Linked DNA regions of Mus musculus: regions 1, 2, 3, 4 and 6 are each linked to region 5. A link is a contact called in public ChIA-PET, Hi-C, HiChIP or PLAC-seq and promoter capture Hi-C data. All regions are on one chromosome and are shown on one strand. Each heading gives the region's core, a stretch centred on a gene start, on an enhancer-like site or on the middle of the called end of the contact. The rest is flanking DNA. Distances are from core to core; before and after follow the strand shown.

The links. A called contact is a pair of places that touch in the nucleus more often than the background predicts. ChIA-PET counts read pairs in DNA pulled down with a chosen protein or histone mark. HiChIP or PLAC-seq counts read pairs in DNA pulled down with a chosen protein or histone mark. Capture Hi-C pulls out chosen DNA fragments and counts their contacts.
Region 1: a contact with region 5 is called in a promoter capture Hi-C map of adipose tissue, with 2.5 times the contacts expected there. The contact joins the promoter of Lhx4 here to the promoter of Acbd6 in region 5. A contact is called at or near these places in 12 of 39 promoter capture datasets (the 3T3-L1 cell line, the HPC-7 cell line, cranial neural crest and 8 more), 1 of 15 datasets of contacts at CTCF or cohesin (CD8 T cells), 13 of 484 Hi-C or Micro-C datasets (cerebellar granule neurons, cortical neurons, embryonic fibroblasts and 3 more), 16 of 115 datasets of contacts at active chromatin or transcription factors (embryonic forebrain, embryonic hindbrain, embryonic limb bud and 9 more) and 4 of 9 other capture datasets (adipose tissue, embryonic stem cells, liver and 1 more).
Region 2: a Hi-C map of the G1E-ER4 cell line shows a contact between it and region 5, with 2.3 times the contacts expected there. The contact joins the enhancer-like site here to the promoter of Acbd6 in region 5. A contact is called at or near these places in 13 of 39 promoter capture datasets (the 3T3-L1 cell line, the C10 cell line, the HPC-7 cell line and 9 more), 2 of 484 Hi-C or Micro-C datasets (the G1E-ER4 cell line and bone marrow-derived macrophages), 12 of 115 datasets of contacts at active chromatin or transcription factors (the 230-238 cell line, bone marrow-derived macrophages, craniofacial prominence and 9 more) and 3 of 9 other capture datasets (adipose tissue, liver and pancreatic islet).
Region 3: a contact with region 5 is called in an RNA polymerase II ChIA-PET map of memory CD8 T cells, with 5 read pairs. The contact joins the enhancer-like site here to the promoter of Acbd6 in region 5. A contact is called at or near these places in 2 of 39 promoter capture datasets (the 3T3-L1 cell line and the C10 cell line), 2 of 115 datasets of contacts at active chromatin or transcription factors (memory CD8 T cells and stem cell-derived neural progenitor cells) and 3 of 9 other capture datasets (adipose tissue, liver and macrophages).
Region 4: a contact with region 5 is called in an H3K4me3 HiChIP or PLAC-seq map of the SCID.adh cell line, with 2.6 times the contacts expected there. The contact joins the enhancer-like site here to the promoter of Acbd6 in region 5. A contact is called at or near these places in 8 of 39 promoter capture datasets (3T3-L1-derived adipocytes, the C10 cell line, cranial neural crest and 5 more), 3 of 115 datasets of contacts at active chromatin or transcription factors (the NIH/3T3 cell line, the SCID.adh cell line and stem cell-derived neural progenitor cells) and 3 of 9 other capture datasets (adipose tissue, liver and macrophages).
Region 6: an H3K4me3 HiChIP or PLAC-seq map of the SCID.adh cell line shows a contact between it and region 5, with 17 read pairs. The contact joins the enhancer-like site here to the promoter of Acbd6 in region 5. A contact is called at or near these places in 17 of 39 promoter capture datasets (the 3T3-L1 cell line, 3T3-L1-derived adipocytes, the HPC-7 cell line and 13 more), 1 of 15 datasets of contacts at CTCF or cohesin (embryonic stem cells), 9 of 484 Hi-C or Micro-C datasets (B cells, CD4 T cells, CD8 T cells and 5 more), 12 of 115 datasets of contacts at active chromatin or transcription factors (the 230-238 cell line, the SCID.adh cell line, T-cell acute lymphoblastic leukemia and 9 more) and 4 of 9 other capture datasets (adipose tissue, embryonic stem cells, liver and 1 more).

What each region holds. Positions count from the first base shown.
Region 1 is chr1:155,740,384-155,744,590 of GRCm38.p6, forward strand. It overlaps Lhx4 (LIM homeobox protein 4), which reads right to left and starts at 1,644. Exons shown (of 6, transcript NM_010712.2): 1 at 1,419-1,644. The coding sequence starts at 1,494.
Region 2 is chr1:155,320,062-155,324,151 of GRCm38.p6, forward strand. All of the region lies in intron 7 of Xpr1 (xenotropic and polytropic retrovirus receptor 1), which reads right to left. Among named protein-coding and RNA genes, the nearest start is that of BC034090, 78 kb to the left of the region's middle. Within about 2 kb of position 2,295, at least 28 of the 459 cell types and tissues checked have an H3K27ac peak or open chromatin away from gene starts, as enhancers often do. A contact at or near this core is called in the G1E-ER4 cell line, the HPC-7 cell line and bone marrow-derived macrophages, where this site is marked.
Region 3 is chr1:155,382,488-155,386,869 of GRCm38.p6, forward strand. It overlaps Xpr1 (xenotropic and polytropic retrovirus receptor 1), which reads right to left. Exons shown (of 15, transcript NM_011273.2): 2 at 2,124-2,175. Among named protein-coding and RNA genes, the nearest start is that of Xpr1, 33 kb to the right of the region's middle. Within about 2 kb of position 1,599, at least 22 of the 459 cell types and tissues checked have an H3K27ac peak or open chromatin away from gene starts, as enhancers often do. A contact at or near this core is called in memory CD8 T cells, where this site is marked.
Region 4 is chr1:155,359,363-155,363,304 of GRCm38.p6, forward strand. All of the region lies in intron 2 of Xpr1 (xenotropic and polytropic retrovirus receptor 1), which reads right to left. Among named protein-coding and RNA genes, the nearest start is that of Xpr1, 56 kb to the right of the region's middle. Within about 2 kb of position 2,334, at least 10 of the 459 cell types and tissues checked have an H3K27ac peak or open chromatin away from gene starts, as enhancers often do. A contact at or near this core is called in the SCID.adh cell line, where this site is marked.
Region 5 is chr1:155,556,587-155,561,099 of GRCm38.p6, forward strand. Acbd6 (acyl-Coenzyme A binding domain containing 6) reads left to right here and starts at 1,534. Exons shown (of 8, transcript NM_028250.3): 1 at 1,534-2,273. The coding sequence starts at 2,052.
Region 6 is chr1:155,779,277-155,783,421 of GRCm38.p6, forward strand. Qsox1 (quiescin Q6 sulfhydryl oxidase 1) reads right to left here. Exons shown (of 12, transcript NM_001024945.1): 9 at 4,127-4,145; 10 at 3,249-3,396; 11 at 1,999-2,178; 12 at 1-662. Among named protein-coding and RNA genes, the nearest start is that of Qsox1, 32 kb to the right of the region's middle. Within about 2 kb of position 2,780, at least 37 of the 459 cell types and tissues checked have an H3K27ac peak or open chromatin away from gene starts, as enhancers often do. A contact at or near this core is called in the 230-238 cell line, B cells, CD8 T cells and 5 more, where this site is marked.

The sequences.
Region 1 (4,207 bases), core at 394-2,893, 180 kb after region 5:
GGAGATGAGAATCAACAAGCTGTTGGAAGCAATTACCAACACTGCTTACAGAATACGCTGACAGTCAATTCTCCAAGGCGCAGCGAACTTTGCAACTGTTCGCCAACAGGCGACACAAGAACTGTAGGCTACAGCGGAGGAACAATCTAAAACAGGCTCAAATGAAGCTATCTCTTCCATTTTTCTCTCAAAAACTTTACAATAAATCTCAAGACATTGGCTGGACAGCCCGCCCTGAGATTTGTGTTACAGAACCCCTGCGATGGAGAGGCAGGGCGCAGGAGGGCGCGCTGCTGCGCCGGGGATCGTAGGTAGTCTCCATCCCTGGGTGAGCCTGCTCTTACTTACAATAAACTCCTACCGCATCACTAAAGCAGTCGTAAGCGGAAGTGTAGTCTCTTGGCAAGCCCATCGAGGGAACCCTTCATCTCTCTAGGGTACCCAGGGGCACCTAGCCCAGTGCAGCCGTTTGTAAACCCAGACTTAACCAGGAGCCCGCAAGCGCGCGCTAAGCCTGAGAACCTGTTCGGGTCTCTGCACAGATTGCTTCTATCTGTTCAGGAGTCGGAAACACAGACAGATTCCCACCCGGAAAATCTCTGCCGTGTGTGCACATCCGTACAAACCAGAAACCTGGGGTGAGAGACCTGCCGTAACTAATTGCAGGCTCTGGAAGAAATTGAGAGAGCTAGCAAAGTGCCCACACGTCTGAGTCTCTCTCCCTCTTCCAGCCCCGCGCCACTAAGATTGCCTACCCTCGCCTAAGCAAAGGCTGCACGCACAACTTCGTTCCAGAGCTTCTCGCCGCTGCATTCCTCGGCTAGCTGGAATGTGGCGAGTGCATTCGCTCACCCGGAGCAGTCTGCTGGCGGCAACACAGGCGGCGGGTGCCCCGGGCAGCAGTGACTGGGGACTCAATCAAGTGCTCGAACTGCCGAAACCAAGAGTGTGACAGGGGGCTTCTGTACAGCCCTGCGACCCGGGACGCGCTCTCCAACTTCCCGCCAGCTGGGGTAAAGTTGTACCAGCGGTTCTGCGAGCTTTGGCCATTGCCGCGAAAGGTAATCAATTGGGGGACCACTTTTGCCCTCGGGCCTGGCCTGTAGCTGGAAACCTCTGTTGTCCCCAAACAGCATCCTCCCTAGGGTTCTCATAAAAGCGACGGCCCAAAGATGCTACTTTCTATACCCTTGGGCCCTCCACGAACAGTATCCCGGAATCTTTCGAATTCGATCCCAAATTGCCAAGAGTCAAGCCCTTCAAACACTGACTGGTAGTACCCCAGCTCTGTGACCGCCTCTGCACCCCGACCCCTCCCGGTCAGTGCCTTGAACGGCGCGTCCGGCCTCCCCGCACCCGCTGAGGCTGTTAGCTGTCTTGTTATCAAATTAAATTAGCGAGAAAGGAGGGTGTCTTACGTTGCATCGGCACACCGAGCATCTCCGGGAGCCCCTTGACAGCCCCCTCCGCGGGGACAGCCGCGCTCTGCATCATCTTGGAGCCAGAGGCAGCAAGTCGCAGTCTACCGAGATCTCTCGCTCTCTCCCTCTGGCTGGATTCGGAAATTTGAAAATAATAATAATAAAACCAACCAGGCCGCTGAAGTCACAGAGGAAACCGAGCCCTCCGCGTCTCCGGGAGGACTCCACAAGCTGGCTGGCCCCCTCCCCCGCCAGTCCTCAGGCTGTTTCAAATCCCTTTGATCTCGCTCTCCCGGGCTGGTGCACATCCCGGGTTGAGGAGACACTGTTGCTGCAGCTCTGGCTCCCCCCCTTCCCTTCCCCGCCCTCCTCTCCCCCTCCCCCTCCACCCTTCGCGTGCCGGCTGCCCTGGAGGCCGCGGTCACCCAGGCATTTTGATTCATTCACACTGCAGGAGCGGCCGTGACGTCGCTTTCCGCAGGGAAGCCCGCCCTCCAGCTAGTGCTGCCAACCGGGCAGCCCGCTGCAGACCCCCGGCTAGCCAGAGTAGGGGGCGAGAAGTAGGGGGGGTTCGGTAGCCCCGAATCTGGTCGGAGGTGCGGGAGGGCGGGGCCGCCTGATAGGGGGCGGGGCCTGCAGCCCCTCCCCCACCCTGCCGTGCGGGCTCGCGCCCCGGTATAAATACTGCGGCGGGCTGGGCCGCGGCAGCAGGTGGTCCCGGAGCGCAGGGACCACGCAGAGCTGGTTTCTGCCAGCTTTGGGGATTCCCCGCTCGCCCCCAGCATCGGTCCTCTAGGATCAAGGAGGGGGCGCGGTGGGCCAGGACCCAGCGGACCCTGGGTTGGCGCTCCGAGTTCAGAGCTTCTCCAGCCCACGGAGCGTGTTCTGTAACTGGATGATTCCATCCATCCTCCACTTGTTTTTTTTTTTTTTTTCCTGGCCAGTTCCTTTCCGGCCGGTACTAACCAGACCCTACTCTCTCTCCCCCGCGTCTGGCTGAGGCAGGGCCAGGGACAGCTCGTACTCGGCCGGGAACGCGCGAGTCACGCAGTGGGCCGCCACGGAGCCGGATGGAGGCAGGCGGCCTGGGCCGCGCACGAAGGTGGCCGGGCGCGGGTCTTCGTGCGCGCCCACACTCGCCTCGGCCTTCCGCCACAGTCGGCACTCTCACCACCCGAGGTCCAGTCCTAGTCCCACGCCTCCCAGCCGCCCGCCCTCCCAACTGGGTCTCCAGCCGGCGTCCACCCAGATCCGCCCTCTCTGGCTCCTGGAGACTGCTCGGCCGAACCGGCTGCCACTGCGGGCACTTTGAACGATCCCTGGCCGCGTGTGTACTGGGCGGAGGCGTGCACCGGGCCCCCGGGGCTGACCAGCAAAGGGCGTGCATTGCTGTTGTGTTTAACACACACACAGAGACTCACACACAGACACAAACGCGCGCGTAGAAAACTCATTCTTCCCATTCTCATTCCTGGAGGCAATAAAGCAAAGATCAATGCTGGGACGAAGTCGCTAGCACTTTTTCAAACACTCGACGCCTCCTGACCACCGGCTCTAGAAACCTACCGGGTCAGCCCTGGGCCCAGCCACAGCCACCTCGGACACTACCATTCCTAATTTAATTGCCGACTTCAAGTCAGATGGGTCTTTACAACCAAATGGGACCCTGCGCTGAGAAGTTTTGTTTTTGTTTTTACTCCTGGTGTTTTAGGGTTGGTGATGGAGGAGGATGGACAGTAAGAGGGGTGGCTGTGTGTGCTACTTAGGATCTGTGTCCAATGAGGTCACAGCAATTTCTATGGGTCCTAGCACTAACGAGGGTCCTGTCTTGCTGTTTACTGAGCTGTCTACACAAATTGAGAAAATACGGTGGAAATGCTAATTTCATTAGCAACCAAACACACAAGAAAAAAACCAACCAAACAAACCAGTGTAGCCCCAACCGTTTGTTTATTGGTTTGTTCCTACAACCTGGGAGGAAATAGGATTTCAGTTGGTAAGGATGTTTATAAATGGTTCTCTCTCAGGCATTGCTGTTGTCTTTATAAACTCTTAATATCCATTTGGGAAGATATTTGAGGAAATTTATCCAAACCATAAAATTTTCCTATATTTTAGTTCATGTAATTCCATTTTGAGTGTTCAATACACACAAAAGTAACCTAGAATATTTTTTAAAGATTCATGCATGAAGATCTTTATTACAGCACTATAATCTGGAGGGAAGTTTTACCTAAATACCCAACAAAAGAAAGTGGTTTGAAGAAGCATATTAGATTTGCTAGGTATTATCTTAAATAATCACTGACTCGGATTATAAGGTCTAGCAACATAGTAATGCTGTGACAACCAATAAAAATTATTAGCTAATTAGAAAAGCAGGGATAATACCCATTGTTCATTTGGGTGTGAAGAAAACAGGACAATTCATAGTGAGAATATAAATGTCTTCTAAGGGCATTTTGACAATAGTTTGTCTGTTTTATACTACTGGGGAAAGAATTCAAAGCATTGCATCTGCTTGGCAGGTAGGCATGGGCTCTACCATGGAGTTATATCCCTAACTTAGGGTAGGATAGTTTATAGCTTAAAATGTCATTTATATAGCAATGTATTCAAAGATCATGAGTAAGAATGTTACAAAGTTACAAGTACTTTTAAAAAGAAAATAACATAGAGGCTGAGAGTGTGCTCATTTGTAGAAAGTAGAAGACCCAGGAGGAGTGATTTCAAGGGGAAGAAAAAAAAAAGAAAGAAAGAAAGGAGAGGAAGGATAAAGTAAGATG
Region 2 (4,090 bases), core at 1,045-3,544, 240 kb before region 5:
AAAACTAAAAAACAAAAATCCATACAGGAAAAATATCATTTTCATGAAACTAAAACTCTGAGATAGGAGATTTTTCTGGCAAATTATTGAACACTAGGCCATGTCCCCTTGAGAGACCACAGCAATTATACACATAATTTTTTATGTGAATGCGCAAAGAAAAGAGCCGTGCTTGTACATGCATTACTACTGCTGTGTGTCCCTCTGCCTCTCCACACTGCTATCTCCTCAGTACCCGAGGGGAGATAAATAAAGATAGACAGCTGGCTTTTTTATCTGTTTACCCTCCCCCTCACCAATACGCACGGAAATCAAACAAATAAAGGGCTGTGAGGCTAGAACTGAATGCTCAATGCTAGGTGTATAAATTGCATGCATTGAGAAGTCAAACCGTCACAATATTATAGTCTATGCTTACTAAGAACTCAGCTAAAGAATAAAACACAAACAAAACCCCTTTCCATTTAATTCACATGAAAAGAAAGCCATCTGCTTCTTCCCTTGTCTTACTTAAGCTCTTAAGGATTGATTTCTCCTGGTTTTTCAGTACTGGGGACTGAACTCAGGAGTCCATTTATGACAGGCAAGCATTCAGTTACTGAGCTACACAACTCACTCCCCCGCACCCCACACTTCTTTTATTTTTTATTTTTTGTCTGAAGACTCATGGGTACCAAGGGCAGTCATGAGACACATAAAAGTGACTTGTGGGTTGACTGGGAGATGGCACAGTGAGCAAAGAGTTTATGGTGCAAGTGAGAGGCTCTGAGTTTGAGTGCAAGGGAGCCACATAATTTTATAACAACAGATCTATAATCCCTATGCTCCAGCAACAAGATGGCAGGCGGAGATAGGAGAATCTTGGAAGCTTGTAGGCCAGCTTGTCTGGCACAGCAGAGGTAAACAATAAAGAAATCCTGCTTCAAAACAAGATGGAGTGATGCCTGATGTGGTCCTTATCCTTTACCTGTGCAGTGGCATGTGACTGTACTTACATTTACATTTATGCAAAATACATGCATGCGCGCGCGCACACACACACCCCCACCCCCACACACCAGATTTTAAAGCTACTTAGGGAGCTGGAGAGACGGCTCAGCAATTAAGAGCACTGACTGCTCTTCCAGAGGTCCTGAGTTCAATTCCCAGCAACCACATGATGGCTCACAACCATCTGTAATGGTATCTGACGCCCTCTTCTAGTGTGTCTGAAGACAGCTACAGTGTACTCATATACATAATAAATAATTCTCTTAAAAAAAAACTACTTAAGGATGAACAAATAAAAATAAATTCTCAAGAATCCTGTAAGTTTAAGGTACTGAGTTCATTGAGTAGATGAGGAAACTGTTTTAGAAAAGAACAGCTGTCCATGCAACCAACTAACAGCCAATGATGGAGCTGTAACTGAGCCTCAAGCAGGATTTATGTTCTTCCCATGGCAGCTAGCTTGACAATCTAGGTGAATGTTGGAACTGTAGAATTTTAATATATTTTATACAAATAAACTATAATTACCCTATATACACAGAAACAGGTTACAAAATTATCATAAATCACAAATATTAATTTGTATGCTATGGATGCATAATACTTTTTTGCAACTGGTAGGAAGGAGAACTCTCAAAGTTTTGGTTGTGAGTAATGGCTGAGCCGTCGCTCTATCCAGAGAACTAATAATACAATGAAAGCATACTGTCAATAGGAGAGTTCGTGTAAAAGCCCTTGCAACTAGGGTTATAACTTTATAATGTAAAACAGGCAATGCTGAGGAGAATGCTTGCAAGAAATAATAAAATTCTGTACATCATTTAATCTCAACTGGTTTTCTCTTCTATCCATTCAGACTTCCTCAATACTTGTTAAACTCCTATTATGCTCCATGTAGTGTTCCAGTACAGAGACAAAAGCCCAGGCATCGAGGTGTTTGGGATCAAGTCCAAATATTGCTCATACACTAGTGGGGATTAGAGACATGAGTACGGGATGCACTGTCATATCACAAGCATCTCAAGAAAGCTAATGTAAGCTGAAGGGATAGAAAATACAGAAGAGACTATTTTGGTATAGGGTCTCACTGAAAAGACAGCATTGAATAGAGATCTAAATGAAGGGAAGGAATAAGACAAATAGACACCCTGGGAAAGAGCTCCTTAGGCAACAAATGTGTTCAAAGAAAAGTAAATACATCTGAGTGAACTCAGGGGAGAAAGACAGGATAGGAAGTAACAAACATCTCAAGTGCAATATCCTTGAAGGCCTTGTTTACTCTGGTGGGGGAGGGGCTGAGGAAAGGAGAACCAGGGAAAGAAAACCACCGCCCACAGACTTGTGGTTAGAAGAGGGCTACAGTGAATGCATACTGTTATACAGTAAACAAGAAATGACTCTTCAGACAAAGACAGTACTGATGGATGGAGTGATAAGTGATAAAATTCAAACAGTATGAAGACACAGCAATAAGATTTCTTGATATGAAATATCAAATATGAAACATGAAAGATGTTTGGAGTCTAAGTGTTAGCCAAAGGTCATGTGTGCTGTTCCCCAGCTTGTAGTTTGCTGGGAGGGAGAGACAGGTCAGGCTCAGTGAGCAACTTGGCTCTCTAATACTGTGATCACCATGAAGTTCTGCCTTGCCACAGGCCTGAAGTATCAGGGCCAAGTGATCAAGGACTAAAATCTTTACAACCATGAGCCAAAATAAGTCTTTCTTTTTTTTTTTTTTGCTTTGATGATTTCAGCTAACACGGTGGTAAATAGGGACTTTTGAGCTTTATCTGGGGACTTAAAAAACAAAATCAAGGGTCATTTTGTCTATTTAATGGGAAATGCCTATTAGATAGCCAAACAGTCAATTAGATCTTTTTCAGAGGAGAGTGAATATATACTTGCGAGTCATTAGCATATAGATAGTATTTGTAGCCATAAGCTTGAATAATTTGCCTAGATAGAAAATTAACATAGAAAGCAGAAACATGAGAACTGAATATACTGGAACTATCCAACATTTCTTCCTTTTTTTTTGGTTTTGGTTTTTCGAGACAGGGTTTCTCTGTATAGCCCTGGCTGTCCTGGAACTCTGTAGACCAGGCTGGCCTCGAACTCAGAAATCCGCCTGCCTCTGCCTTCCAGGTGCTGGGATTAAAGGCGTGCGCCACCATGCCCGGTCCATCTATCCAACATTTCAATGCCACAAAGAACTCTATGACTTGGGAAAGAAACTAGAAAAGAAATCCTAAAGAAATTTAATAGGAAAAACAGGTGGGACATTTGAAGGTTTTCCAGTTGTGGCAAGGTGAAATGCTACTGAAGGGCTGCTCAAATTCTTAGGCAGGCTTTGTAAGACTACCTGTTGCTTGGCACTATATTATTTCTTAAAGCTGAGACTATTGTTGCTCTTATAGAAATTCCTTTTTAATTTCTTTGGGTGTGGGTTTGTTTTATTTTTTGAGATAGGACCTCATTTATCCCAGGCTAGCCTCAAACACACTCATATACTATGTAGCTGAGGAAATTCTTGAACTCCTGATCTTTGTACCTCTCCTTCCTAAATGCTGGGATTACAGGTTTGTGCTACTACACCTGGTTTTATGCAGTACTGGAGACTGAACACAGGACTTCACACATGCTAGGCAAGCATTATCACCTAAGCTCCAACCCCAATCCTACATTTAGATTTCACTGACTTGAAAACTACATAGCTAAGCCTCTAAAGACTGCATGCAGAGCAGGTATAAGCAGATTCTGGGGAAATGTGAGGAGTCTCTATAATAAGCAGAATAAATAAGGGTTAGTGAATGAACTTTGTAATATATTTATCTTCATCTATAACAAAGAAAACAAGTTCTTATATTAATTACACTTTTTACTTAGTGTGTGCATGTGCGCATATACCATGTCATACACAAAGATGTCAGGCGACAATTTCTGGGAGTCAGATTTCTTCTTCTAACATGAAGGGGTCAAAAAATCAGTAGACTGGGTAGCAAGCATCGTTAGACATCTTCCTGGCCCAGGGTTAAGTTCTTAATAACTGAACTCTAAAACTCCTGAAATTAAAGACTAGAAAATGATAGTAAATAGACAT
Region 3 (4,382 bases), core at 349-2,848, 170 kb before region 5:
AGACTGGGTAAACAAATGCAAAAACAAAACAAAACAAAACAAACAAAACAAACAAAACTAACATAGAGGTGAAAGGAAGTTTTTTCTTTTATTTCTTGCTCCAAGTTGACCTTTCCTGAGGAACTAATATATATGTCTCATACACATTTAAAATTAAAACAAATTAATATTGGGTATGTGCGTGTGTGTGTGTGTGTGTGTGTGTGTGTGTGTGTGTGTGTGTAGCAGCACAAGCCACAGCACATGTGCGAAGGACAGAGAACAACTCTATAGAATTCATTCTTTCCTTTCACCCTAATGGGGTTCCAGGAACCAGACTCACATCATCTGGTTTGCATAGTGAGCTCCTTGACTCCGAAAGCCATTTCCATGACCCTCTCATGTGCACTTTGAAATTATTTTCTCTTCTGCCCTATCCTTGGAACTCTAGAAAACCTTAGCACTGAATCTACATTTAGCCTCTAGCAGCTGTATAAAACCTTATGGTATCTATTTTCTTTTAAAATAACATTTTCACTTTAGAATAGTTTTGAATTTACCAAAAAGTGACAATGAGTGTACAGAGCAGTCCCACACACCTCCACACATTCCCTGTCGATTTATATAACACTCGACCAGTCAGTAATAATGGCACACTATTATCAGCCAAAATCCATAATTTACTCAATTTCTCCAGCTTTTACTTTTTTCGATATTTGTGGTACTTGCTGTTATATAACTCCTTATAATACTTATTAAAAGCTTGCTCTAGTGCCAGATCACAGACTTCAAAGGTTGCATTTGGAGAACAGATAAACAGAAATTTTATAAATGTTCTTTAATCTTAGCAATAAGCTACAAACATTTAACATATCTAAATAACATAGTACGGTTATAACTTATACCCATAATAAGCATTTTAAAAATAATTGTCCATTAGATACTATTAAAAAAACATTCTTTATATGACCAGATGTGGTAACACATGCTTATAATACTAGTGTTCAGGAAGGAGAATCACTAGGATATGGCTCACAATCTATACCACACACACCCCACACCCAGGTTTGCTGAATGTGAGACATAACTGGTAATCACAAGTTTAAGATAAAAATATTCCTCTCTGGCACCAAAGTTTTTAACTCTATAAAACTTAAGGCCTATGTGGAACAGAAAAAGAAATTGAAGACATAAATACTTTTTATATATTATCTATTTCACCAAATATTTTCCCCAAAGCTTAGGGGCTGGTGAAAAAGCTCAGCAAGTGAAGACACTTACTGCCAAGTCTGACAACCTTAATTCAATCCCTGGAACCCACACAGTGACCTCTGTATAAGCATACAGTGGCATGCCCCACCACTGCAATACATAAATTTAAGAAAAATGTTGAAGCTAAGATCCTCTCTTAAACTTTGTTATTAAACTTCATGTACTGTATATACAGAAAAGTTGTGTGGCCTAACTATTATAAGCTTAGACTGGATGGATGGATGGACAGACGGATGGACATAAACACTGAGGGAGAAGGGCATCAGAGAAAACACTGGACTAAAGCAGTGTGATCGACAGTTCTAAGATGACGTGTTCATTGGGTGTTTGGTTTTGGTTTTGGTTTTGTCAGTGTGCTCCAGTCTCTGAGGCTTCAGTCCGTGACTGGCTAGCTCTGTTGTTTCTGGGCACGGCTCGTGGCAGGTCGCATCTGGTGAAGTACAGCAGCTCAGCTCATGGCAGAACACTAGTTGGCAGACTAGAAAGGTCTAGAACAAGGCCTGTCAATCCAGGACACATTCCCAGTGACTTGCTTGCTCCAAATAAGGCCCAGCCTACCAAAAACTTTCTACACTAGTGTCACCAGCTAGGATCAAGCCTTTATATATGAGTCTATGGGAGGCACTTCATATCCAAACAATAGCAGATGATTCAAGAATATAGTATAAGATCCATCACAAGGCTGTATGTGAAGCAGACAAACAAAAGCTTAAATAAATAAATAAATAAATAAATAAATAAATAAATAAATAAATCCAAAACCAAAACACATATATAATAGAACAAATTACAGTATTCATTTCATAGCCCGGTGTTTAAAATATTTTTCCTTAAAAATAAGCCTATTCTGTGACTGAGTTAACTCAACTTACCTTCAACTGAAGGTGCCTGGTCCTGAGCTGAATACAGCATATCCTTGAATGCCTGTCAGAAAGAAAGAAAAATAATACATGAAATCACAAGTTAAAGTTATGCTGAAAGCATAGGCTGAACAATTCTTTCTCATTATCCAGTAACTACATTTAGTTTCCCAAATTAAGAATGTATTCAGGACTTCGGGTAACTTTAATAATCCATCAGTGTTGTACAATCCATAGGATGGCTACTCACTTATATATTAAAATGAAAGGGCATGGGAAAATGAAGACACACCTGAAAAATCAAATCCCTCTAGACTAAGAAAAATACCCTGAAGATGAGGCTGGGAGACTGGCTCTGTGGACAGACATGTGTTCCCAAGCCCAGTGACCTGAGTTCAGTCCCTGAACTCAAATACTAGAGAGAGAACCAACTCCCAAAATCTATTCTCTGAGCTCCACATGCCTGCATATGCACACTAAATAAATAGAGTGTAATAACAAAATTATCCTAAAGATAAACACTGGGCCTACATACATAGTAAATGTGAAAACTAGAAAAACTCTTTAGGCTGAGCTGGCCTAGAAGTTACAGCAACAATGGCTGTGCCTCCTGAATGCTGGGACTCCAGGCTTGCGCCACCATACCTATGCTCAGAAATCCTTCTATTTTAGATATACATCTTCATCAGTGAAACTCTGAAAACTTAGGACCAAAAAAAAAAAAAAACCAAAAAACAAAAAACAAAGATTTTATAGTTTTGTCCCCCAAATTGCAGAGTAGATTAGCTAACTACCACATTTAGGTAATTTGAGTAGTTAAAGTGTACTTTCTCAACATGTTGGTGGGGAACAGGAAAAAGCATTTCTCAAGCCAGAGAGATGATAGTTGCAGGTAAATGACCTGCCAGATGACCTGAGTTCAAACCCCAGGACCCACATGGTGGAAGGAGAGAACCAACTCCACAAGCTGTCCCTGACTTCCATAAGTAAACTGTGGCTCACGCTTCCCTCCCCTCAAGAAAAGAAAAGAAAATGTCTTAAAAAGCAAAAGACCACAATGGCTCAGCAGAGTACTAGCTGCTCTTCCAGAGATCCTGAGTTCAATTCCTAGCAACCACATGGTGCCCCACAATCATCTGTAATGAGATCTAATGCCCTCTTCTGGTGTTCATGTAGACAGAGTACTCACATAAAATAAATAAATCTTTTTTTTTAATTAGGTATTTAGCTCATTTACATTTCCAATGCTATACCAAAAGTCCCCCATAGCCACCCACCCCCACTCCCCTACCCACCCACTCCCCTTTTTTGGCCCTGGCGTTCCCCTGTACTGGGGCATATAAAGTTTGCGTGTCCCAATGGGCCTCTCTTTCCAGTGATGGCCGCCTAGGCCATCTTTTGATACATATGCAGCTAGAGTCAAGAGCTCCGGGGTACTGGTTAGTTCATAATGTTGTTCCATCTATAGGGTTGCAGATCCCTTTAGCTTCTTGGGTACTTTCTCTAGCTCCTTCATTGGGGGCCATGTGATCCATCCAATAGCCGACTGTGAGCATCCACTTCTATGTTTGCTAGGCCCAGGCATACTCTGACAAGAGACAGCTATATCAGGGTCCTTTCAGCATAATCTTGCTAGTGTATGCAATGGTGTCAGCATTTGGAAGCTGATTATGGGATGGATCCCCAGATATGGCAGTCTCTACATGGTCCATCTTTTTATCTCAGCTCCAAACTTTGTACCTCCTTCCAAGGGTGTTTTGTTCCCACTTCTAAGGAGGGGCAGAGTGTCCACACTTCAGTCTTCATTTTTCTTGAGTTTCAAGTGTGGAAACTCAAGAAAAATCTTTTTTTTTTTAAACACACTAATTTAAAGAAAAAAGAACTTCTTTTCTTCATATAGATAAAAAACACTTACCCATCAAGTGGATAAGGGTCCAGGGCTGAAGAACTAGTCATAAGCTTAGTGACTTTAACTAAATCAGCCAACTACTGCCAATTCCCAAACTGGTATATGACAGAGCTCTTCAACCTTATTATAATAACATTTGAGAGTATATAATTTAAGAGGAGGAGTTCTCAGCATCTCGAGTGGCATCTAGAGACACCAGCATCAATCCTCACCTCCCATCAGTGATGCTGCTAAATGTCTCCTGCAGGCAAAATCACGCTTCCCCAGAACCTCCTGCCCACACTTTTCAAGCATATAAATACTGAAAAAGCAGAAATATGCCTTCGTGGTCGCCTGCTCTCTTTACAGAGTATTCACATACA
Region 4 (3,942 bases), core at 1,084-3,583, 200 kb before region 5:
ATCAGTTTTCAAATAGACTTGAACTATTAAATACAGAGCAGACACAGTCTGTCTGACAATATGTACTTCTGAACTGAAGTGTGTGTCTGCACTCAGACATTACTGAGAGGCACCACAACATTCCCATGAGTAGCCAAGGTAACTACCTCATTCTTCTTGAATCAGGGCCACTTTCTGGTCATAAAATAACATCTTTATTGCTAAGATGACAGACCCTAGGCTGCATTTCACAGTTTTACCCACTCACAGATCTTGACCATACTCCTGCATAGTCATTTCCACAATACCAAAGCTTACTGTAGGTGCTTCCTACTGAAGCCTACCAACTAATATGATTTCAGAATCCTAACCTCCAGTCCAGCATTCACTGACCCCCCAGACTAGTCAAGCATACTGATCTCTGCCCACTGTATCTCATCTGCACCTTAAGCTTAAAAAAAAAGGTAAATTTCTGATTAATACAACTAAACAATGTTGTAGCATTTGTATTGTACTAGATCCCACTCATTCGCCATAATTTTCTGAGTTTTCTGAGTTGTCCTACATGCAAGTGCATGTTCTTAATGTCTGTCTTCCAACACACCAATACCTATAATGTAAAAAATAATTTTTTTAATAAAAGGACTGATAAGCACTAATGATCACAGAAAATATGCACAAAGAGATTGTCAATCATGTAATGCAATACTACAAAAGAGTCACAGATCTTAAGTTTACCAAGAAGGAAGGCCCAAGAAGAGGATGCTTCAATCCCACTTAGACGAGAGAACAAAATAATCATAGGAGGCAGAGGGAGGGACGGACTTCGGTGGAAGGGGGAGGGGAAAGGGGAGACAGGATCAGGTGGTGGTGGTGGTGGTGGGAACACAGGAGAAGCCCAGAAGGCCAGGAGAATGAATGAAAATATAGAGCTTTTATGGTGGGGGTGGGAAGAAACCTCTAGAAAAGTTCCAGAGACCTGGAATGTGAGAGGCTCACAGGACTCAATGCAGGTGGTCTTAGCCAAAATGCCTAACAGTGCAGTGGATTGGTGGAACCTAAAGAGACCACCTCCAGTAGATAGACAGGCCCCCCAGTGGAGAGATAGGGTCACCAACCTACCTTCAAAATTTTTGACCCAGAATTGTTCCTGTCTAAAAGAACAGCAGGGACAAAAATGGAGCAGGGACTGAAGGAAAGGCTGCCCAGTGACTGGCCCAACTTGGGTTCTATCTCTGTGTACAGGCACTAAGCCTTGACACTATTCTATGTTGTGCTTGCAGACAGGAGCCTGGCATGGCTGTCCTCTGAGAGGCGCTACCAACAGCTGACTGAGACAGATGCAGACACAGCCAACCACTGGACCTCTATGGAAGAGTTAGGGGAAGGATTGAAGGAGCTGAAGGGTAAGGCAACCCTAAAGGAAGACCAACAGTGTCAACTAACTTGGATCCCTGGGAGCTCCCAGAGACTGAGCCACCAACCAAAGAGCAAACACGGGCTGGTCCGAGCTCTCCCCCCTTACCCCACCCCCACCCCGCCCAGCACATATGTAGCAGAGGACTGACTGTCTTGTCTAGCTTCAGTGGGAGAGGATATGCCTAATACTGTAGAGACTTGATGCTCCAGGGAAGGGGGATGCTGGGAGGGAGCACCCTCTCAAAGGCAACAGGGAGGGGAATGCAGTAAAGAACTCTAGGAGACCAGGAAGGAGGAAATTTATTTATTGGGAATGTAAATAAATAAAGTAATTAATTTTTAAAAAGACTACAAAAGGGCCAATGTCTCAAGATACAAGCTGTTTCTTCTAGTAAATGTGTTACAAAAAGAAACATAATGGAGAATTTACAACTTCAGATGGCTCTGACTATCCATCCAGAGAGATGAAGACATGGTGGACAGAGAAAAGGAGACACATTTTATAGTATGTTACCTAGTCTCCTAACTAAAGGGAAACAGATTCTAAATTCTCAAAAAATAACAAAGGGAAGGGAAGGAAATGAAAGTTTCAGAAACAGCCTCTTACCAGGGAAGATAGACAGACTAGAAAAGTTCTATTTGGTCTATTTCATGTCCTTTATGGCAAAGTGGTCCTTGTGTAGTAACTAAAGGATCAATTCTAAAATCGCATCATTAATAGATAATTTTAAATATAAAAAGTTGGTACAAAGGTTAAATTTTTTATGTTTAAAGTTCCTTTTATATATTAACTAGCTCGGTATTTGTTTTAGTACAATACAGTTAATTTAAGATTTTGATGACTACAGATTCCTGAGAATGAGAGACACTGAAGGCTTCTATGACAACCTCCTACCACCAAAAAGAGGGGGGAGGAGAGGAAACAGTTTAGACAGGCAGACAGGAAGCTAGAGAGTCTTTAAAAAGTGTGATAAAGGAGGTTGGAGAAATGGTTCGGTGGTTAAGAGCACTGGCTGCTCTTCCAGAGGTCCTGAGTTCAATTCCCAGCAACCTCATTGTGGCTCACAAGCATCTGTATGAGATCTCGTGCCCTCTTCTGGTACACTGTCATACATGTGGGCAGAACACCTGGTATCTAATAAATAAATGAATCTTTAAAAAAGGAAAGAAAACTGTGATAAAGATGCTGTAGTGTAGCTTCTTCACAGCTGAGGGTTTCTGGCAGGGTGGGGGAAGTGGAGGAAAGTTCTCAATTATCTTTAAGGGGCTAGCTGCTGGAAGTCTGATCATAGTCCAATGAGTAACACAAATTGAACTTAGTGTATTTTGGGGCGCTAAGGGTGCAAGGGTGGCCAGGGTGGGAAACAAGTGAGACTGGGGTACACTGTATAAAATTCCCCCCAAATTAATAAAAATATGTTGGAGAAAAAAGAATTTTACCAAAAGTCTCAATAATGCATGATAAATATTCTGTTTTTACAGGTTAGCTCCTTAAAAATACTTCTATCTCACGAAGCCAAAACTACGAGGAGAAAGAGAATGTTTAGGATTGAGATTTTCTTTTCAATGACACAAAAGCAGTCTTTAAAGACTTCATGGCAAGGCCAGACATGGTGGTGCACACCTTTAATGCCAGCACACGCTGGCAGACCTCTGAGATCTAGGCGACACAGTGAGACTCCGTCTCAAGACAAAACAAAAACAAAAAACAAAACTTAATCCAAAAAAGGAACCCCCCCCCCACACACACACACAATGATACCCTGGTCTATCCACATAGTTGTTCTCCTCTTTTAATTATAAAAAGTGACAATAAAATGAAATGTTCTGACACTGGCCGATCTCGGGGACATTTGATAATTCTACTGATCTATGTAAACACAGCACCTGTCCAAAGCACACTAGTCTATAAATAATCCAGTCCTTCCAGTCCCCAATGGAAACATTTCAGCAGGAAATGTATCATGTTGAAAAACAGTCTGGACCCTATTTTGGGACCAGTATTCTGATGGTCAAGCATTTAGCTTTCTTGCCTAAGAAAACAATGAGTTTACAAGTTAAAAACAAATGTGATATAATTGCATCTGTGTCAAGCCTACATCTATCTGTAGCAGACCATTTTACCACAGGCCAACTAGAAACGCACAGCTTTACTCATCTACTTCTGGGGTTTCATTTCACCCTTCCTCAAAATCAAGATGCTGCCAGCACTCGGGAGGCAGGGGCAGGTGGATTTCTGAGTTCGAGGCCAGCCTGGTCTACAGAGTGAGTTCCAGGACAGCCAGGGCTATACAGAGAAACCCTGTCTCAAAAAACAAAACAAAACAAAACAAAATCAAGATGCCAAGTAAAATAAAAGACAAACGTTTCTAGTTGAACTCTCCATAAATGCTAACACAATGTTTTTTAAATATACATTTAACACATTAGGACAACGATTTCAAATAAAGACCTACATACCCGGGACAAATATGATGGTCCCAATGCTTGCTCAAGACAAGACAAGAATATCTCTTCCCTCATCTCCCTCAGGACTTATTCTGA
Region 5 (4,513 bases), core at 284-2,783:
CCAAGCCATTTAACTTCTTCCTGTTTCTCATTGTTCACTTATCCTGTTCAAAGTTCTGTTGAAAGTTTAATCCTAAATGGTCAATCAATAACCATTCTTTGTAGTTCTTTGTTATTAGCCTTATGTTTATTAGTGTTTTTATTAGTTTTAAGCTACTAGTGATAAATGACTACACATGAGTGTGTGTCTCTACCATATTTAGAACATACTAGCCACTGCTGATACCAAAATCACATCCCTCATTATCTTAGTTAGGGTTTCTATTGCTGTGAAGAGACATCATGACCACAACTCTTATTAAAGAAAGCATTTAATTGGGGCTGGCTTACAGTTTCAGCGGGTTAGTCCATTTTCATCATGGTGGAAGTATGGCAGCACGAAGGCAGACGTGGTGCTGGAGAGGCAGCTGAGAGGTGTACATCTCAGATCTACAGGGAGCAGGAAGAGTGAGCCACTGGGTTTGGGTTGAGCTTTTGAAAGCTCATTGACACACTTCCTCCAACAAGGCCCTATCTCCTAATCTTTCACAAGTAGTACCACTTCCCGATAACCACGCGTTCGAGTATATGAGCCTATTGGGGCCACTCTTACTCAAATCACCACACTCATCTTAAAGATAAATAATAGTTTATTCTGGAGTCACTTCGAGTGACTACAAATTTAGGTTACCCCAAATTCCAAGTTCCAATGTGGAAACAGTTTCATAGTTTTACAGAACAAAGAAAGTCATAAATCAAAGCAAACTAAAAATACATTGGCGGGTACACAGAGAAGCAGTAACACTGAGACGGGGAAAACTTTCCTACAGGCCCAAGAAGATAGTTGACGACATTCTTAGCTTTTGGGTTGGTGAAAGCTACTACTACTACTAGCACCACTACTAGTACTACTAGTAACAACACACACACACACACACACACACACACACACACACACACACACACACACACACACACAGTTGATGTGAGACACCCCAAAAACTGAGAGCAGTTTCTTCAAGCGACATTCCACATTGGGGTTCTCAAATTCCTGCAGGAGAGAGTACCAAAACGTGCTTTTCGTAAAAACTGATAGCAAATGTACACGGTCTGCGTGTAGACGTAATGAACTTTGTGTATGCATACACTTTTTCTTTTTGACAGTGTGCTGGACGTGGAAAGATCTGTTCCTTTCCGGCAGAGCTATAGAACTGGGTTTCACTTCAAGAAGCACAGGCACAACTGAGATGAGACGATGCAGGTTTGGGGGCCTGGTGAGGCACAACTGAGATGAGATGATGCAGGTTTGGGGGCCTGGTGATGCCTTCTCTCAAAGCGCTGGGAAATGAGGGGGCAGCAAGTTTGGAAAACAAAACACTGATGGGAGAGAGTCATCTAACCATTTAGACACACGGTGGGGCAGTGAAGGAAGGTTTCCATCTGTTGGTGACTCGCTATTTTAAGTCAGAGTGGGTGGTTAGGAAACGGCGGAACCTTTGTCCTCAGCTCTCTGTTTCCCGCGACTCTACTCTAGCAGCTACACTAATGGACCGCCTCCTTCCCTTTCCCCTGGGGGCCCTATCCGGGTGAGTTCCGGAGTTTGTGACTCCGAAGTCCCCCCCAAAACCACGAGCGACGTCCCCTGTCTGTCACCGAGGCCCGTATCTCCATCCCGCACCGCGGCCGCCGCAACCCACGCTAGCGGAGCAGGCGGGGCCCCGTATCCACCGGCGCGTGCCCGGGTGCGCGTCCGACCCGCCGAGCTCGCGCCCCGCTTCACCTCCCAGCTCCCGTCCCAGCCGCACGCGCCGCGCCGCCGGCTTCCCCTCATCTTCCAGCCGAGCGGCCTCCAGACCCCGCACCGTTGGAGCGACCCGGGCGAAGCCCGAGGGGAAACCGGGGGAGGACGGGGCGGTCCTGTGCGCCCGGGTAGGCGGAGTGGCAGAATCACCTGAGACCGCCAGACAGCTCACTGCGTTCCCACTCCCGCTCGAGCTCCGCACCCGGACCGGTGGATCAGGCCCGGGAACCCGCGCCACACCGGGGAGGACCGGCCACAGCGAGCTAGTGAACATGGCCACACCGTTCCTACCCTCGGGGGCCACCACAGGCGACAGCGGTGGGGAACTGAGCTCCGGGGACGACTCTGGTGATATGGAATCCTTCCAGACCCCCGAGGCCGAGGGGACCCGGAGTTTGGCCGAGCTGTTTGAGAAGGCTGCCGCACACGTCCAAGGCCTGGTTCAGGTAGCCAGCCGGGAGCAGCTCCTGTACCTGTATGCCAGGTTCAAGCAGGTAAAAGATGGGTGGATGAGAGGACGTGGGCTGTTTCCTCCAAAAACTTAGTAGCAGATTGCGTGGCTAATGGTCGAGCGTAATGAAGTTTGTATGTGTGTGTTTGTTGTTTTTGTTTTTTACCCTGGAGAATAGCATCATTCTGGACATGGAATAATCTCTCTGATATCCAACGAATATTTATGTAGCCGGGCACTGAATGACAATGTTTCAGTGGCCTTGCCTCTGAACCTTTACAAAATGAGGATGATAAAATAAAATTTGGCATTCGCTGTTGCCAGAAGGACATGTGATAGGAAACATGGTAATGTTAATAATAAGTTTGAAATTTAAGAGAACATTACTGTGTATAAGATGCTAACAATATTACTATTATGATTCTTAGGAACTCTAAATATAGTTGTTATGTTTTTGGCTGAATTTGGTCCTGCTAGATATAGTCCCTCCACATTTTTAAAATTAAGGGCTCCATGCAGGTAACATGGAGGTCTGGTGATGAACTAACTCTCCACTCAGCTTCCTGAATCACTTTCATTTCCAAATAGAAAACCCAGGGGAGTAGGCAGTTTAGAAAGTTACATGGATATATCAGAATTAAAGTGTAGTTTTTGTCTCTAAAACTGAATTTTACCCGATAAAGTAAGGACAGGTTTGAGTTATAAACATAAGACTAATTTATCTTTCAAGGTTAGGTACCAGAAGGAAAGACTATTGCCTTCCTTCAGTGGACAGATACAGTTCAGCAGAACACTGGGTGTTCTGTCTATAGAGAATGCAAAGATGAAAGAACATCATGACACTGCCTTTAAGAAGCTTACAGGATTAGTTAAGGAATCTAGATGCAAATGTGAAAAGAAAATCGATGATTAGGAAAATAGGAAAACCCCAGCTCTTTGGAACTTTGAAAGAAATGACGTTCTGGATAGTAGTCTCTTTTATTTTATTAGAATAAAAAAATGCTTATGGTATAGTTACATATATTTCTCCTGAACTCTTTTTTTTTTAAGGTAGTCATGAGAACCCTCCTGTATTTCTAATTATGTTTTTATTGAGTTTGTGTGTGTCAGTGTAGGTCAGAGGACAACTTGCAGGAGTTGGCTCTCTCCTTTAACCATGTGGGTCCTAGGGATTCAGCTAAGGTTGTCAGGCTTGGTAGCAAGCACGGTTGGCTACACACTGAACTGTCCTGTAGTCTTGAACTTGAGATTCTGGGTAGAGGACGTCTTCTTACAGGACTGATGGTTATTATGAGCACATGCTAGTAATGATGTGGACTGAGAGATATCCCTGTGCAAGGATTTTGTGTGATGCCAGGTATGCTGGCACATACCCTTCACCCCAGCGGCTTGGGGAAGCAAAGGCAGGTTATCTCCATGAGATCAAGACAGCAAGCTGCAGGCTAGATGGAGCAACATGGTAAGACTCTGTCTCGAAACAAACAAAAAGTTGTGTAATGGGAAGAACAGGTAAGCACTTCTGCTACATACCTGATTACATTGGTTATTTTAAGGAAATTGAGGAAAATCAGATAGAATTGAATTACAAAGTCCTTGGACTTCTTTGTTTTTTTAATGTTTATTCATTTTATGTATATGAGTGGTTTATCTGTTTGTACACCTACATGCATGCCAGAAGACTGCATTAGATCCCAGGATAGATTCCAGGATTGTGAGCCACCATGTGCTTTTGCTGGGAATTGAACTCAAGACCTCTGGAAGAGCAGACAGTGCTCTTAACCATTGAGCCATCTCTCCAGTCCCCTCAGACTTCATTTTTATTTAACAAAAACTCTGTGAACTCTGTTTAGATTTGGGTGTTTGGCAGATGGTTTCTTGAAGATGAAGTAAACCTGGAAGACAGATGTAAATGTTCATTGCCAGTGGCAATGTTTGAGTTGTCAAAGGAAAAGTAGAGGTTTGGAAATCGCAGGGTCTGCCACCACGAGCTTGATAACTGCCCAATGCTCACAGAGATAAGTGTTGAGGATAATGAATGTGAAATTTCCCTAATCTCTAATACAATATGTTAACATTTGGAAATGCTGAATGACTCTGAGGTATTATCTGTATATTTCATAAGATAATGTTAAAAGTTACTGTGAGCAAAAGTCCCATTCAAAGTGGAAATCAGATAAGTGGTTTTTCACTACAACTGTGTAAAAAGATCCATAGTGCATTCAGATTCCTCCTCATAACTGGTCTTGGAGAAACTATCATTTATTGAGTTTGGGTGTCGTATCA
Region 6 (4,145 bases), core at 1,530-4,029, 220 kb after region 5:
GAGGCTAATGTCCAGGTGGGAAATGCCCCCTCCTAGAACCTGCAGCCACTGGCCTTGGCCCTGTATAGCTAGGGCCTCTGGTTCCTCTTCAAGTATGGGGGCTAGTTGCTTGGGGCTGCGGCCCCCTCGCCTGAGCTCTAAAGGGCCTTGGAGGTGGTTCACCTCAGGCAGAAATAAGGCTTCAGTGTCTCTCTTGCTCAAGTGTTGCTGCCCGGGGGCATTCTCCTGCATATCCCTCTGGTGGTCTTCCATGCGCTCAGGAGGGCCCTGCCCTGGTGAAGCTCCACCCATTCTGAGGCCTGTGTATAGTTCTTGGGGGCCACTTGCTTCAGGCTTCTCAGCTGGTACATCTAGGGCAGTGGCTCCAGGGGACTCTGCAGAAGCAGCCTGCTCATGGCCCAACACTGAATTTCTGCTCTCCAGTTTTAATGTATCCATTACCAGCTCGGGGGTAGCTTCTGGACTCCCTCTCCGGCCTGTGTGTCTAGATGCAGAAGAGTCTATGACGATGTTTGCTGGGGAGAAGTGAGCCTTGAGAAAGTTGAGGGTGGCACCAAGGTCCCACAAAGGCACCTGTCCGTTGAGTTCATTATGGCAGGCAGAACACAGCTCACGGGGAGGCCACTGCACCTTGGGGAAGTGGGGGTCCTCACTCAGAGCACCTGGGGAGGGAAGGACACTCAGTTGTAACAGCCACTCTGCCTGGAGTACACTCAGTTAGCTATAGCATCCACTCTGCCTGGAGTACACTCAGTGAGCTATAGCATCCACTCTGCCTGGAGCTCAGGTTTCTTTTGTTCACAACACCAGCTTTTTCATCTGCAAAAAAAGGCTCACCAAGCCTTTAAAAGGATGGGAGGTGAGAGATACAGAGAAAGAAAACAAAAGCAAAAATAAACCAAGATTAAAAACCCAAAAACAAAAGGAGCAGGTAGCCAGGCTCAGTGGTGCAGGTCTGTAATCCCTGCCTCTCAGGATGCGGTAGAAGGATTGAATGTTCAGGACCAGTCTGGATGCCTCTGTCTCAAAAGAAGGCAGAGGAAAATTTGGGGAAATAGCTCAGTAGTAGAGTGTCTACCTAGCTTGAGCTAGGCCCAAGGTTCCATTCCAAGCACCACTACAAACCCAAACAAGCCCTGGACAAACTGGCACAGTTCTGGCCTACAGGGTGACCTGGCCACTGCGGCATTTGGTGGCAGAGGTGAGGTAAGGACAGGGGAAGAGGCTGGCAGAGAAGGTAGGCATATGTCTTTTTTTTTAAATATTTATTTATTTTATGCATATGAGTACACTGTAGCTGTCTTCAGACACACCAGAAGAGGGCATTCGATCCCATTACAGACGGTTGTGAGCCACCGTGTGGTTGCTGGGATTTAAACTCAGGACCTTCGGAAGAGCAGTCAGTGCTCTTAACTGCTGAGCGATCTCTCCAGCCTATATGTCTTCTTTTTAAAAGCCACTAGGAGACTCCAGGACAGGGAACCAAGTGCTGGCTTACAGTACCAGCGGCTCCACCCAACTCCTACCCTAGGAGGGCTGCCTGGGAGGTATACACTACTCCCCAGATGTGTAGCATCCAGTCTAGAGAAGGCTCCCTCCCAGGCTCTGTGTAGGAACTACCATGCTCCCACTTGCACGGAAAGGCAAACAATGTAAGTAACTACTTACATTGGGGAGGCTCCCCACTCCCCAGCCCACTCTGGTAAGAACTTTCTCTGGGTATGGAAAACCCATGCTCTTTTCCCTGTTAGTCTGATAAGAGGCATATAGAGGGACCGCAGAGCGGAGGAGCAGGAGAGAGGGGTCCTGGGACCAGCAGGGGAAGGAACACTAGCACTGAGCACCAGGGTCATTCAGTGTCCCCATCTGCTTCCTCTGCACATGGGGCCAATGAGACTGGACTGGCAGATATGTGTAAGAAGCATAGAGTGCCACTGAAAATGACAGCCAGTATGGCCCCCATTGCCACCTCCAGCCTTGGAAGTAAGCCCTCCTTACCTGAGAGGCGAGCGTTAACCCTGTTGTGGCTAGTCCAGAGCCAAAGAATCGCATTACTGGGACTTCTCACTTGGTGCATGGACGCTGCAGCCATCTGCTCAAAATGGTCCGCACAGTCACGACAGCCAAAGAAGAACTGAACATAGCTCCTCATGGCTTGGAGGACCTCCTGGCCATCAGCTGCAGGGAAAAGGAGACACCACAGAAAGGCTCTTCACACTGCCAGCCTCTGCTGTCTCCATCAGGGTTCCCCACAGGCTGCCCCACCCTCCTCAACTCTGCTGTGGTCCCCAGCAAAGTGCCTCACGTTCCAGCCTATGACACAGGCCTAATACTCCCTTGCCTACTTCTACCCTTTCGGGGGTCACCACAGAGATGGTCCCATTTCCTCCCAAACTCCTAAACTTCAGTTCCCCCTCTCCTCTTCAGTGGGACGTTCAGGCTCTGTGGCATGACTAGACAGGTGACAGAAGCAGGTCACTCATCCCAGCCTCCATCCTCCTCCTCCACCTGCCTGCTTCAGCTCCCACTCAACTTGCTCTCTGGCGAGCCTCACCTCTCTGGGACCCTCTTAGAAGTCTATCCTCCTCTGGTCTAAATAGCTTCTAGTCTGCCTCTATGTCCCTCCTTATTCTCACTCTGACTCCCCCATATAGGCTGGTACTAGCAAGGGTCTCTGTCGACTCCCACACTTTTTCTTGAACTGAAACCAGACTCTCCTGAAGGTCACCCACCCACACTTTCTATGTTTTTTTTCTCTTCCTGTACCTCAGATACCTTGGGGCTCACTTCCTGTTGCTTCTACACATTCCTTCCTCTGCAGAGCTCCAACGCTGTAGAAAGTAACCTCCCTCTATCCCCCAGGACCTCGTAGGAGTGCTCTCTCTCTCTCTCTCTCTCTCCCTCTCCCTCTCTCTCCCTCCCCCCCCCTCTCTCTCTCCCATCTCTCTCTGTGTGTCTGTGTGTGTGTGTGTCTGTCTCTGCTTTGCAACATCAGTGTCTGTACCACTGTGCCCCCTCCTGCTCCATCTCCCCCACCCCCACTCCAGGTCTAACTGCCCCACATCATGGCTCTGTCAGCTCTGCCTCCCTCTTCTCAGCATCTCCAGAACTGTATTCCTGCAAACACTTCCTTTTCTTTCTGCCTCCCACTAATACAGGATCAGTCTAGCTGACTCCCATGGGGGACAGACAGATGTGACAGACAGACAGATTTGAGGCAGAGTGCAGTGAGCAGGCCCTGGACTCACCTGGTTCCTGTGGGTGGGCCTCACTATATCGGTTTGCCTGCACCGTCAGGAAGTGGAAGAGGACCCACAGTGAGCAGGGAAACCCCCGGAAGTGTGGCTCACTGCCCTGGCAGCCGACCCAGTTCACCTTCTCAGTAAGGACAGCATCCTAGAAGGGACACACATGAGCATGAGTGCACAAGCAGACAAGAGAAGGGGTGGAAACGGGGATGACAAGAGAAGCTTCCAGGAGCCCACAGCACCACAGCCATCTTCTTGGCCAGAAGATTAGCAGATCTGAGAACTCATGGCATAGACCAAGTTCTATCGAGGTCCCTGGAACCTTGACTCCTTATAAACTCACATGGGTCTGTATGTCCACTGGGTATGGCTTGTTTCTGCAGACAGCAGAAAGAACAGGTGCTCTGCTGGGGGCCATGCTGGGGAAGCAGGCAAGAGTTAAGAACTCTGGTGTCTTAGATAAATGTGGTGGCTCATGCCTATCATCTTCACATTTGGGGAGCTGATGCAGGAGGATTGCTGAGTTTCAAGGTCAGTAGCCTTATATACAGAGTAAGGCCCTATCTCAAAAATAAGTCTCCACTGCCTCATCCCTCAGAGGTGTTAGCTCTGTTCACTGACAGGTCCTTACAGGGTCTTAGGCTAGAACCGTTATGTAATCTCCTAAACTTGCTTTCTTCATCTGCTAAGTGAAAATTCTGATGTATGAGGATTCGATGAGATATTCCATAGGACCCAACGAAGCAGCTTATTAGTGATAAATGGAATCACTTAATGCAAACCTCTGGATAACGTCACCAAGTGTTGAGGCATTAAGTCCTCCCAGTCCCAGACATGTCGAGGCATTGATAGGGCCTTCACTTGCCTGCTGGACTCACCTCCTTCCTGCTGTCCAGA